2 separate regions of the Triticum aestivum genome follow, and region 2 is linked to region 1. Evidence: chromatin contacts called from public Hi-C data. All regions are on one chromosome and are shown on one strand. Each heading gives the region's core, a stretch centred on a gene start, on an enhancer-like site or on the middle of the called end of the contact. The rest is flanking DNA. Distances are from core to core; before and after follow the strand shown. Region 1 holds the start of LOC123096439 (two-component response regulator-like APRR3). Region 2 holds the start of LOC123096440 (exocyst complex component EXO70A1).

Region 1 (2,952 bases), core at 278-2,777:
CCATAGCGATACTCGAGCAGAATCCGACAACGACAACGGTAATTCAGTTACAACTGAGAGCAGAGACAGACACTGACTAGAGGTAGCCGACACGGGACTAAAGCAGATCGCCAAATCCATATGAATTTAGCTCCAATTAACCAGGAGCAGTACCATATGTAACCATATAGACAACAAAAGAAAATCAGCCAACCACAATTAAGCAATTAGCATTAAAAAATATCCATTTATAGGCAGTTGCGCACATTATGAAATAGTATGGTTCCTCAATTAAGCTACTCCCTCCGATCCATAATAAGTGTCATGGTTTTAGTTCAAATTTGAAGTAAAACCACGACACTTATTATGGATCGGAGGGGGTACCTAATTAGGACCTTAAAATATCCATTTACCTATTAAAGGTGTACCCATGTAAAGTTAGACCTTCAATCCCAATCAAACATATTTTTAACGACAATTCGCTTAAAAAGTACTCATAACTACCATTGTCATTCTGCCAAAAAACTTGCTCTGATCCCCTAAATTGCACAAAAATTAAGCTGCCAATTTATTTATCAAGAGATACCGCACAAGACAAATCTGTTAAAAAGATTCAGAAACACGACACGTGGAGCATACCCATAGCGATACTCGAGCAGAATCCGACAACGACAACGACAACGGTAATTCAGTTACAACTGAGTGCAGAGACAGACACTGACTAGAGGTAGCCGACACGGAACTAAAGCAGATCGCCAAATCCATTTGAATTTAGTTCCGATTATCCAGGAGCAGTATGACCATAGACACACACAAAAACCAGCCTACACAGTTAAGCAATTAGCATATAAAAATAGCTGAATCCCCTGCTTAAAGTAGCTGCTAGATAGCGAAATCGAGTATGTTTGCCAGATCGTCCTGACCCTTACGCCGCTGATGATAATTCAAGCTGATATGAAGCGTTAGTCGGACACCGGCGTCTTACTTATAACGGGGATGTTCTTGCACTCGTCTGCCGCGACGATCCTGGAGAGCAGGTCGATTCCGGAGAGCGTGGGCATGTTGACCTCCGTGAGCACGAGGTCGAAGGCGTACGCGCGGCCCCGCATGACCTCCCACGCCTTCATCCCGTCCGCCACCGCCGCCACTGGCGTCACCTCCCGAGAAGAAACACAGAGCCCAATTCAGCAGCAGGAAAATCGGCTGGCCGCGCGAGCGCGAGCGCGTCTAAGCTAGAAGAAGGAAGGCTGGCTCACCGCGGTACCCGCACTTGCGGAGGAGCGCGGTGACGACCTGGCGGGTGGAGTCGTCGTGCTCGACGAGGAGCACCCGGAGCGAGCGGCGCGGCAGGATCTCGTCCCAGCGGATCACCCCGCGCGCCGCCCCTCCTCCGGCCCCCGCCGCCGCGGCCGCCGGCTCACCGGCGTCGGCGTCGGGGGACATCTCCTCGTCGCCGTCCGTCGTGGGAGGGGGGAACGGATGAAAATATCTGCAGCCCGGCGTGCCACGTCACGCGGGGGGGGGGGGGGGGAGAGGATCGAAGGGACGGGTGGAAATGGGCCAGATAATACCCACGAGCGCCGGCAGATATTTTTCCCTCCCCTCCTCCACTGCTCCGGTTTGTTTTCGGTTGGGGTGCTTTTCTGGGGTGGAGTGTCGTGTGGGTGAAACCTGAAGTGTTTCGGGCGTGATATTTCTGGTGCGATTTTGGTTTTTTCACGGGGATATTTCGCCGGGAGCTGGTGGCCTCTCGTTTTTGCCCGAGTATTTTAGTGGCTGCTGGCTGGTCTCGGACGCCACTTGTGGAAAGTGCCATCGAAGGAGAACAGACAGCTGGGCACGAGGAACGGTGGAAAGATCACGACTTAAAAAAATAAAAAGGAAAGATCTACTAGGAGTGTCATCCATCCATACATGACAGACGGTGCCTGGTTTCTTTACGGACAAGTCCTCGAAGAACTACGTGGGCTACAGTTGGCCGGCCGGTTTTTTATACGTAAATAAAGTTGAGCTGAAATTTTGAGCAGCCACATTATCCTCTTTAATTCTGGTTTCCAATATTTCAGTTTTCATGCTCAGAGACATGAATTGCCCCATTTTGTGATGTGATCCAACTCCATATGAATTGCCCCATTTTGTGATGTGATCCAACTCCATATGAATACGCCCCATTTTGTGATGTGATCCAACTCCATATGAGTTCCTTTACATCAAGCGGGAAACGTGGTTTCTATTTGCACGATGAATTAGCTACACAACTCCACACCACAGAAAAAACTCGCCACGCCACGTGAAGAAAATCAACCCGAGAGGTTATTTCGGTGTGGATGGGCATCTAGGTTCAGTGGCAAGAGCGCGGTTGTGCACCTTGGCAGACCCAAGTTTGAATCATGTGGGGTGGAAGTTATTTTATGGATTAAAACTTGATGTCCCACACCTTCTTCTTCTTAATTGTGCGGCTCCTCCCCGTTGCTCTAGTTATTTCAATATTCCTAATAAATTAGCTTAGGAAAATGGAGATATGACATTTTAAATCCACTTACCACGATTGAACCAGGTCTATATGCACATGCCACTTGGCCTCGTCTTCATCGCAAATCACTAAATTGGCGCTTTGAGACGAGTTATAAATATAAAATATCTCACTAAATACATATAAACCTTGCTCGTGTATGCTTGTGTGCTCTATGAGACAGATGAATCATGCCCTCGTATTTCATCGCCTTTTTATTCTTACATTGACACCGCTATGATTTGGTACAGCATGAATAAAAATAGTTTTATTCGCGTGTTTATGTGCCATGTTTGTGTGATACTTGTGGATTGTAACAAAAAACATCACAAAATTCTAAAATTTGAATGATAACTATTCACATAGGATTAAATATAAACTATTTATGTTGCTTGAGCTTAGTTAGTTCTGATTAGGATAATTTGAATGATAACTACTCTCTCCGTCCGAAAAAGCTTGTC
Region 2 (2,952 bases), core at 120-2,619, 150 kb after region 1:
ATTGTCATCGGGTTCCAGAGAAGAAAAGTGCCCTCGAGAGCGGACAGGGCTTGCCTGCTCCCGAGTCGTACTCCCATCCGTGCTCCCAGCAAATCCAACGGCGCACAGCATGCCGACTTCGTTTCCTTCGAGACGAAAAAACCAACCATCGCTCCATCCGTTTCCCCTAAATTAAACTGCAATAACGATAGAAAGAAAAAGAGGAAGCAAGAACCAGACGGCTCGTGCTTCATGCATCTCCCTGGACCCGATAGCGCTGCTTATCCGATGGTTCAGGGAAGATTGTCCCAGCAGCCCAGAAGTGAGCACGCCGATGCAGTTCATACGGCCAGGCCAGTTGCCCCTCCGCCTCGGTTTTGTCTTTTTGATCACCACCATCGTCACACTAGTCGCCAGCGACCGCTTGACTACGGACAACAGGGAGGTCGTGCTTCTACCGGACTGGGAGGTGTTCGCCCTGCTATGCCCTCGCGCCGCCGCAGCAGGTAACACGGCGTGCACGTCGTCTTCGTCCCCGGAGCAGGTGTTAGGGAGGCTGCCGGTCCAACCGCCGTGCGTAGGTCTGCGTCATACCCGCGTGGCACAAGCTGCTCCGTGCGCCGTAGCTGCTGGTATACTGCTTGCCGGAGTTGTCGAAGTTGGCCGCCATCTTCCTTGCACTGCCGGGCCGCCTAAAACCCCAACATCTGTGTCCTGTACATGTCCGTCGTCCCCTTCCATCTATCCTCAAGCGCAGCGCTGCGACACACAAGACCACACCGATCTCCCTACGCAATAAAGGTTCCATCAGTCGTGGTGCAACTCTCCAGCCAACTCCGGCCAAGGCTTCTAATTTATTCCACATCGGAAGAGCATGTAGAAGAGGCGCTTCTGATTTCTCCCAATCGATCGGTGTTGCCAATTTATGGGTCGCCTGGTATTTTCTTGGTTTTTTATTAGAGAAAAACGGATGGAGAGGTGGGGCAACGCCCGCAACGGGGCTGGTTTTTTCTTTCGGGGGAAACAGAGGCCGCGGGCTGTGCGTCGTTGGATTCAATCGGAGCATAGATGGGAGCACGACCGGGGGAGCAGGCAAGTCCCGTCCAGAGTGGAGCAGCCTGCTGCAAAATGATACTCCTTCTGTTCCAAAATATAAGAGTATGGGATGGAGGGAGTAATATTCAAATCACGATGTTCCATTTTGGAATACTACCGTAGCGGCCAGCCAAGGATGAAATCCAGCACGGGATAAGGAGCGCGCGCCGTGGACTGGACTCGGTCCACACCGCCACGGCTCTCGGCGCGTCCGCTAACCACCACTCCCTGGACCCACTCCGTGCGCCGAGCCCATCCCCGCCGTCCGCGTGGTCCAGGTCAAACACACGCCCGAATCTCGGAGCGGAGGGAGGCGTTCGAACCATTCTTCTCCTCCTCCTCCCCGCGGCGACACAACCACGTCGTCGCGTCGCCGACGACCCCACCCACCGAATCGCGCCTCTCCACCGTTCCCGCCAACCGCAAAGCCCCCGCGGCCCTTCCAGAGGCTTCCAGAAGGATCTCTCCCGGGGACGGCGCGCGCTCGGGGGACCCCCCTTCTCGAAGCGCACGCATTCCCCGTCTCCCGCTCGAGATCTCCCAGGCCGGCAGGCCTCGGAGCGCGGAGGGACGCACCGCGTGATCCGCGAGGAGGGGGAGGCTTCGGGGAGGGAAGATGGCGGTGTCGGCGCTTCCTCGGACGATGGACGCGCTGACGCGGCGGGCGACCATGCTGCGCGACTCGCTGCACAAGAGCCAGGGGAACACGGACGGCATGGTCGCCATCCTCGGCTCCTTCGACCACCGCCTCTCCGCGCTCGAGGCCGCCATGCGCCCCACCCAGGTCCCGCTTCCCCTCCTTCACATTCCACTCATCCCCGTTTGATTCGCATCCACTCGACTGACGTGGTTCGCTTTTCTCTTGGGGGGAAATGAAATGCAGGTGAGGACGCATGCGATCCGGATGGCGCACGAGAACATCGACAAGACGCTCAAGGCCGGCGAAGCCATCCTCGCCCAGTTCGACCTCACCCGTCGGGTACATGAACATCGACCCGCCGCAAAATTTTCAAACATTTTACCTGGATGTGTGTGGTGGTCAATTTGCTACAATCTTTTTTGTTGGAAGACGTCTTATGGATCTTTCGGGAACTGAAATGTGCCCAATGAGCGCCTGGTGGCTGCAATGATTAAAATTTGTTGCGGTATTTAATATGCGTTTTGTGGGGTATATAAACTACCATGTTAAATTCAATCATCACCGCCGTCATTGAAACAAACATGGTTTTCTTTTATTCCTAAACAAGATAATACCATTCGTACATTTTTGTTCTTTGGATTTGGAAGATCCAGTGAGTGATATAGTTTGGTACTTTTAGGTCACATTAATTTGGGTCACTGTAGATGATTGTTTCATCTCTTATCAAGAGTTGTCATTTCTAAGATCATCTTGTTATGTGAAAATGGCAGCGATTTCTCGCAGAAAGAGAAGGAATGGAAATGATAGCTATCTGAGCTCATTGCGAACATGATTGTTTGCAAAAGGCTTTGATTTTTGGGAACTTACTAACTTTGTGTAAACATTGCCTTCAAACTTTAGGCCGAGGCAACGATATTAAGAGGTCCCCATGAGGATTTGGAGAGCTACTTGGAGGCAGTGGATACGCTGAAAGGAATCTCCCGCTTCTTTTCCTCGAATAAGAACTTCAGAAGCAGTGAAGGAATTCTGAATCACGTCAACGGTCTCTTAGCGAAGTCTTCTCTGAAGATTGAAGAAGAATTTAAGCAGCTGATGACTACATACAGGTAAGATAGTCATTCTTATTGCAGACTCATGCCAGAACTACATTCATGTTCATTTCTTATGTCGGTAAAAGAATGTTGTCTACGATGGTTTATCTGTTCTTTCAGCAAACCAATTGAGCCCGATCGTCTCTT

What was found. Hi-C and Micro-C count contacts between places; a contact is called where the count stands out from the background.
Region 2: a Hi-C map of leaf shows a contact between it and region 1, with 4 times the contacts expected there. The contact joins the promoter of LOC123096440 here to the promoter of LOC123096439 in region 1. A contact is called at or near these places in 2 of 5 Hi-C or Micro-C datasets (both in leaf) and 1 of 1 datasets of contacts at active chromatin or transcription factors (leaf).

What each region holds. Positions count from the first base shown.
Region 1 is chr4D:93,793,220-93,796,171 of IWGSC CS RefSeq v2.1, forward strand. LOC123096439 (two-component response regulator-like APRR3) reads right to left here and starts at 1,528. Exons shown (of 8, transcript XM_044518184.1): 1 at 1,236-1,528; 2 at 965-1,126. The coding sequence starts at 1,422.
Region 2 is chr4D:93,940,202-93,943,153 of IWGSC CS RefSeq v2.1, forward strand. It overlaps LOC123096440 (exocyst complex component EXO70A1), which reads left to right and starts at 1,370. Exons shown (of 12, transcript XM_044518185.1): 1 at 1,370-1,858; 2 at 1,958-2,053; 3 at 2,615-2,820; 4 at 2,926-2,952. The coding sequence starts at 1,691.